Linked DNA regions of Arachis hypogaea: region 2 is linked to region 1. The links are chromatin contacts, called in public Hi-C maps. All regions are on one chromosome and are shown on one strand. Each heading gives the region's core, a stretch centred on a gene start, on an enhancer-like site or on the middle of the called end of the contact. The rest is flanking DNA. Distances are from core to core; before and after follow the strand shown. Region 1 holds the start of LOC112780137. Region 2 holds the start of LOC112779602.

Region 1 (3,665 bases), core at 826-3,325:
CTGGGAGAACCATTTGATTTTATCCTTTTGATCACATGAAACCAGATGGAGAGCTTTACACCAGGCTTCTTTCTCCCATGAAGTTTCGAGATATATGTAGAGGGTTTTGCTTCCATCATATATTGCAGAGCCCTTACTTTCCAATTTGATGGGGAACCTTTTTGCCCTATTAAGTAAACCATTAATCAAATAAGAACTTGAAACATTTAATTTCTTGAATGAATGATCAATAAATAAAATAAAATTCATCTCTCCAATATTATGAAACGTATACCCCCAAAATCCATGCTATCACATGACACCCATTTTTAAGAAGCAGAAAAAGACAAAGAAATGACATTTTCTGTATTAATACACATATGAGGAGAATTCAGAAAAAGAAGTCCATTTTTACAGCTTTTAAGTTTTGAATCAAATGTTGAAATAAAAAATCATGCACAATGCACTTGAAAATGTTTGCCTTTGAAAGGAATAAAATAAGTTACAGAAGACGACTGCAACTCTAGCATAACCAATTTAGTCAAGAATATAATACTTACTATGGTAATTCATTATAACCTATTCATTTCTTTTCTTTACACTGATACTAAATAGTTAAACCCATGTATGCGTGTGCAGTTAAGAGAAAACCAGCAATGATAGGAATCACAAACAAAAGAGAGGCAGCATGAGATAAAATTGGAAAAAAGGATATGCATGAATATCACCAAATAAACATCGACACTCTTCCTATTTACTGTGAGAAATTAGATACCACCAAATGAAAGTGACTACAAAATCACATTACCATTTTCTTGAAGAAAAGCTTGAAGCTGACACAGCCTGAACTGTGCAGCCCTTGAGTTCAATTGTTCTCTGCAAACCATCAGGCTCTCTTAGAAGAAGTGATTGACCCTTGATCTGCCCATACATTTTGATAGGGGAAACCTCTAAGAGCTCCCTTTTTCTTTTTTGTTCTTTTGATGGTCTATCCAGCCATGATCTCGAAACTTCTTCTGATTCTAGAACCCATAGAACACCCTGCAAGAAGCTGCTGATTAGATGAGGAGTAATAAGATGAATTAAAAATTGTGAAAATTAATGATTCCCAAATGAAGGTTTCAAATCTGTAATTGAGTATTGCATAATCAAAACCTAAAACCTAACAGAGTACCGTTCGGAGTTCCTTCCTGGATTTTTCCAAATTCTTTAAACATCAATATTTTCTTTGAAATCATTGTGATTAGTGGCACAAGGCTTGGTTAACATTAAAATAACTATTTTCCATAAATCAGAAGCTCTACTTTCCTTCTTTCTTTCTATTTCCATTTCCCAATTCCAACCACTAAGAGCCAAAAATGCGAAGGACTAACTAAAAAAATGAAGCTCACGTCAACAGAAAAAAAAAAGGCAAAAGAAACTGAAGAACATGCAATGAATTTTACTCGAAAGCATAAAAAATCAGCTCAAATTATTATTATTGTACCAGCATTATTATTAACGAATTAATTTAATTAATTAATTAATATCATTCAGTTTGCTAAAGCGCGTAACGTAGTTATATAATTAAAAATACGATTAATTTAAATTTAAATTTTGAAAAAAAAAAAAAAAGAGGGAGAAAAAGAAAGATTTGAGTTGAGTTGAGTTGAAGAATCGAAGAACCTGCTTCTTGGAGACGAAATCGAGAGACTGGAGAGGATCGAGCTCAGCGGGTGGTGGTTGGGAAGCAGCGATTCGGGATTGGTCTCTGTCGGCCTTAAAACGCAGTCGTTTGAGGATGAAGAAGAGTGCGAGAGCTTGGGCCGCAAGAACCGCCGCAACCCCGAGAATGAAGCCAACAAGAATCAGAGCAGATACCCACACCATTCTCGATTCTGACTGACGCTGACACCAGAGCTTGGGTTGAATAAGAGACTCTGAGAAGTTGAATTCAAGTGAGATGGAAAATGGAATGAAGAAGAAGAAGAGTTGCTTTGTTTCGTTGTTGTGGGAAACACAAAGGAAGGAAGGAACGAAGCGCGTTGTGGGAAGAAAGAAACACGTAACAGTAACAATAACAGTAACAGTAACAGTAACAGTAACGGCAAGAGACACAGTCGCACCGAGTCATTTCCAATAATCTATTTTTAAATAACTAGTAAATTGTCTATTTGACCCCTAAATATCAAAACACTTATCAAATTTATTTATTAATAAATAATATTAATTTTATATTTACGAAAATTAATTTTTATGAGACAAAATATTTAAATATTAATTTTGTTTACGAAAAAAGTTTTTATTACTATTCTAGATAAAAATAATAATTTATCTTCTATATAAAACTATTTTTTTTGTTCACAAATAAATTTGTTTATAACTTTAAATTTCAAATATAAAAATTATAATTTTTTATAAAATATATTTGTAAAAAAATTATAAATAAAAATACTTCCAACACGATAAATTTTTTCTCAAAAAAAATAGATGTTTTTGAATTGGTTTAGTTCTTGTTTGATTAATGTTTATTTTTTTCTAAAAAAAGATCATATTCCAGTGCTATTTATTTATTTTTTTTTTTACTAAAGATAGGAGACTCGAATCCACAACCTCTTAATTGAATATGGGGAGACTATGCTATTTGAGCTATTACTCATTGGCATGCTATTTATTTACCCAAACAGAAAAAATTAATTTGACTGCAATTTCAAAAAAAATAGAGACGAATGTTATTATTTTGTACAGGCAAATAATTGAACTTCTTTGCTTTTTTTTTTTAAATACTATTTGTACATTAAAATTAACAACTAAAATTAATTATCAATATATTTATATATAAATATATGTATGATTTAATTTATTTTTAATATATATTTATGTTTTAGTATATATTTTATACTAATAACTAATTTTAGTGACTAATTTTAATATACATGTAACATAACTTTTTTTTGTTAGTATAATAGCCCTCCACATTGAATTCGGGTAAAGTACTGATGAGGTTAACTCACAGGTCACGCCTAAATGCTTAAATACTCAAATAACACCAACGTATCAACGAAGATACCTCTTCAAAAATCACAAGCATCAAATTCTATCAAAAAGGTTGTACAAAAGAATAATATAATATTTGGTGTAATTCAGAAAATAAAGCTTTGAAATAATAAAATAAGTGGCCTGGAGTCATAAGAATTCAGAATCACAAGAAAAGAAGGGTATACCTTCAAAAATATCTGTAAGAGAAACTTGAACCATGCACCGGGCCACCGACCCTTCAAGTTCATGATCACTCACTGAGAGCCAATGGGCTATCTTATAACTTATATCCAGTAATTGATTGACTTGTCTTGCTATACATCAGTAGCCAAAATTCCTAAGCTCAACTATTATTATTATTATTATTATTACTACATAGAATTTTAATTCCTCATAAATTAATATTGACTTAAAATTTTAACATCTGTGTTTCAACTTTGAATTTATCACAAAAAGTCAAAAACAGATAATATAATACATTTAGGTTTATTTTTAACTATTTGTAAGTTCATTTTTAGTTGTTATGTGAAAGTCATATGTACAAAGTCTTAATAAAAAAAATAAAATATCTTAAAATTTGATAAAAATTTTAAAAATATTTTTAAATTTTATTTTATTTCAATTTTATTACATAAATTTTTTATTTGCATCAAATATATTTTTTATGA
Region 2 (3,665 bases), core at 561-3,060, 520 kb after region 1:
AAATTAAATAATATATTTATTTCTCTATAAATATATAATAACTATTTAGTAATTAATTTTTAATATACATATAATATTTTTAAATTTTTATAAAATTTTATTTTTATTTATTAAATTATATTAAATATATATTAAAATAAGCTATTAAATTAATATAAAATAAAATATATATCAAAATATAAAATATATATTAAAAATAAACTAATTATATATTTATATAAAAAACTAATTCTATGATTTTCATGAGTGATATGTAAATTTAGTTTAATTTATCTTTTATAATAAATTTTAAATTTTTAAAAATGATTTGCTTTTATATTTTAAAATTAAATATAAATTTTTCTTTTTTTAATAAATTAAACACCACTTTTTAAACAAAAAAAAAAATCACTTTATTAATATCCGAATAATTAAAGGAGTGACTGACTCTGACTAGTCATTCCCTTATCTTGTTATGGTTAAAATTTTAAAAATAATGATTACCGCAGAATCACTGACTCTCGGTATTCCCTCTATTAGTCCGAAGGGAGAAATAGAAAGGAGAAACAATGAAACATCAACCGAACGAAGTGAAACCACTTTCAGAATCATAATCATCACATAAATTAAAGAAAATTTAAAATAACATGGAAAAAAAATAATAACATACAATCAAAACTAATCACACCAAGATCACAAATAAAAGGAATTATTTTAAATTAAAGATACGATCATTTATGATTATTAAAACTATTTGTGCAGAGAAAGCTAGGCGTCCTTTATCTTAAGTAGTTATCTAAGTTTTACACCCCCCTTTTATCGACGGCTAAATTGGATTAGAAAGCAAATTCATGATCGGACAGAATTTTCAAAATATTTAGGGGATCTCTAAAATATACAAAGAAAAGATAATCCAAACTTATAATAATAATAATAATAATAATAAAAGGCCCCTATGCCACTATTCCCACCCGAGTGAAAGAAATCTCTGCTCCCTGTAACGGTGACATGAATTAATTTGGACCACGATTTAATAAAACTGGGAAACGAAAAAAACAAACTCCCAATAGAAATCGAAAAACAAGTTAAATCAAAATTAAATTAAAAATAAAAATTAACCAAGAAAAAAATATTTACCTTATGGAGAGTCCTTGAAGGAACATCTGGTGTGACACATTGGAGAAAGCGTTCCAAATTTGATATGTAGCTTCTGGAACTACACCTTGTCGATGATGATGAGACCATAATTTTCCCGAGAAAGTGACAGAAAATTCTCTCTCTCTGAGCCTCAATTCCTCAGGATTGACTAGCAATAAAAGAAATATATACAATAATTTAAGAACTCTTTTTCTCAATCATATGATAATTTCTTTTTGGAAAAACAAATAATAATAGCTGGGAAGATAAAAAGACGGATTTTTTCTTAAAATCCAAGTTTCCGATTCGGGAGAGATTTCGTTAGGATTTTGAGAGCGATGATGGAGAATAAAAGAACATGACTAGATGTCAGCATTGTCAATCATTGAAAAAAAAGGAATTAATTAGAAAAAAGAGAGACAAATTGCTACCAACCTTCACCAAATTCCGAATGAAATAAGGGGAATAAAAGAAAAGATTCTATTTTCCTTTTCTCTTCCTTTACATGGGTGAATTCGTTGAAGTGTTCAGCGTTTTCTCTTGAAGACCATAGAAACGAAGTGAATGAAGAAGTATGAAAGGGTGGGTAGGTACTGAGACTGCTACAAAGAAAGAGAGAGAGAGAGAAGAGTCTGTAACTCTTTATAGTTTCTTTCTTTTTTTCTTTTAATCTGTTACTTTTAAATTTTAATTATGTGAGAGCTCAATCAGTTTTTTCTATTTATTATTTAAAAAGGAGTTTTAAAAGAGAGAGAGATTAATAAATTAATTAATATAGAGTAATATTAATTGAAAAAAGGGGAAAAAAAACCAAAGAGGATGGGATTTTTTTGAAATTAAAATAAAAAAATTATTATTTTTTCAAATCTTATCTTTTAATTTTAATTTTTTAAATAGGATTTTTTAAAGTCGCCACACTTTCGACGAACTTCACTTCAAATTCTAAAAAAATGATTCACTTAAATTTTTAATAAAAAAAATTATTGTTAGATATGATTTATTTTTGGATATCTATATATTTTTAGAGACGATAATAATGATTGTTATTTCTACCAATAATATTAAAGTCATATTTATTGTTTGTGAAATTTTGTGTACTCTTTTATATTCTTAGATGGTATGATAATGACTTAAAAAAAATTTGAGTTCGTCAATTTTAAAAAAATTTGAGATGAAATTTACCAAAAATTAGGCAAATACTATAAAATTAATGAAGTTTGTCTAAGGTCAAGTGAACTCTACTAAAAATATAAAGTTTGCCGGTACAACAAACTTGCTTTAAATTTGAAAAACAAAATTATATTTGAAAAATTAAAATTAAAAAATGAAATTTTGAAAGATAATTATTTTTTTATTTTATTTTAAAAAAAATCTAAAGAAGATAAAAAAAATTGAAAGAGGAGAAAGAGGGAAAAAACGATGATGGTGAATGGCTTAGTTAGAGAAGAGAGTGAGAGTTCGCATCGCCGCGTGTGAAGAATGAAGTGTCAGTCAGTGTTATAATGTTATTAGATATCTTTGAGTTATAAGACTTTTCTTCTGGCCTTTCTTTGTTTCTTTCTCTGGGTTTTCGCTTTTTTTTTTTTTTATTTATTTTGTTTATTATTTGAGTTACTATATCCAATACTATATGGGCCTTATGGTTTAGTTTGGTTCCGATATAATCCACGTGTATCTATCTATAAAAAATAATTCAATATCCAAAACAAATCAAAGAAGAAACTGAAAAGGGAGAAGAAAGTAATCCAGTGGTGAGGGTCTTGGGAGATGGAATTTATACAGAACATCACATGGCAAAGGATAGTGATGCCCGCGGATCGGATATGGTTGAAAATTCGATTCGATCCGCATAATTTCTATCGGATCGAATTAGATACAATATCCGTGTTTTTGAATGTTTGATCTGATCCAATTCGATCTGCACATTTACGGATCGGATCGGATCAGATTGCGGATATATCCACATGATTAAGCTCACTTTTTAATTATATTTTTATGTAAAAAATTCAATAAAAATGTTTCTTTCACACTTTCAAACTTATTTGTTTCTAAAATAATTTTAATCAAATTTTTTTAAATAACAAAAATAAAATAATACAATATATAAATAACAAGTTTAACAACTACTAACTAAAACATACATACTAACAAATAAATAAATATAATAATAAAGATTCCAACAAACACTTCCAATAATAAGTGAAGACAACAAGCCCTAAAATACTAAAAGCCTCATTTAAAATAAAACAGCAACATTATAACACACTAAAATCTAAACAATCTGCAAATGCTTAAAATAAAACAATAATAAAATAACTTGATCCATCCATTCTTAAATCAACAGCCATCAGCAGCAACTATCAATCATGTATTCCTATTAAAAAAAATACATTGAAAAACTAGGAAAACAGGTTAGAATAAATTGAAAAAAAAAAAAAAACAGACGCCCAAGTGTCAGTGGTTAGGAGAATTGTAAGAATCTGAGTTTTTCACGCAAAACCGTTTTAATAAAAAATAATAATTTTAAGTGTCCGAGATGAATTCAAAAT

The links. A called contact is a pair of places that touch in the nucleus more often than the background predicts.
Region 2: a Hi-C map of leaf shows a contact between it and region 1, with 2.7 times the contacts expected there. The contact joins the promoter of LOC112779602 here to the promoter of LOC112780137 in region 1. A contact is called at or near these places in 2 of 8 Hi-C or Micro-C datasets (leaf and an unstated tissue).

Annotation. Positions count from the first base shown.
Region 1 is chr19:102,396,447-102,400,111 of arahy.Tifrunner.gnm2.J5K5, forward strand. It overlaps LOC112780137, which reads right to left and starts at 2,076. Exons shown (of 7, transcript XM_025824476.3): 1 at 1,645-2,076; 2 at 788-1,020; 3 at 1-166. The coding sequence starts at 1,848.
Region 2 is chr19:102,920,132-102,923,796 of arahy.Tifrunner.gnm2.J5K5, forward strand. LOC112779602 reads right to left here and starts at 1,811. Exons shown (of 8, transcript XM_072227831.1): 1 at 1,552-1,811; 2 at 1,117-1,285. The coding sequence starts at 1,224.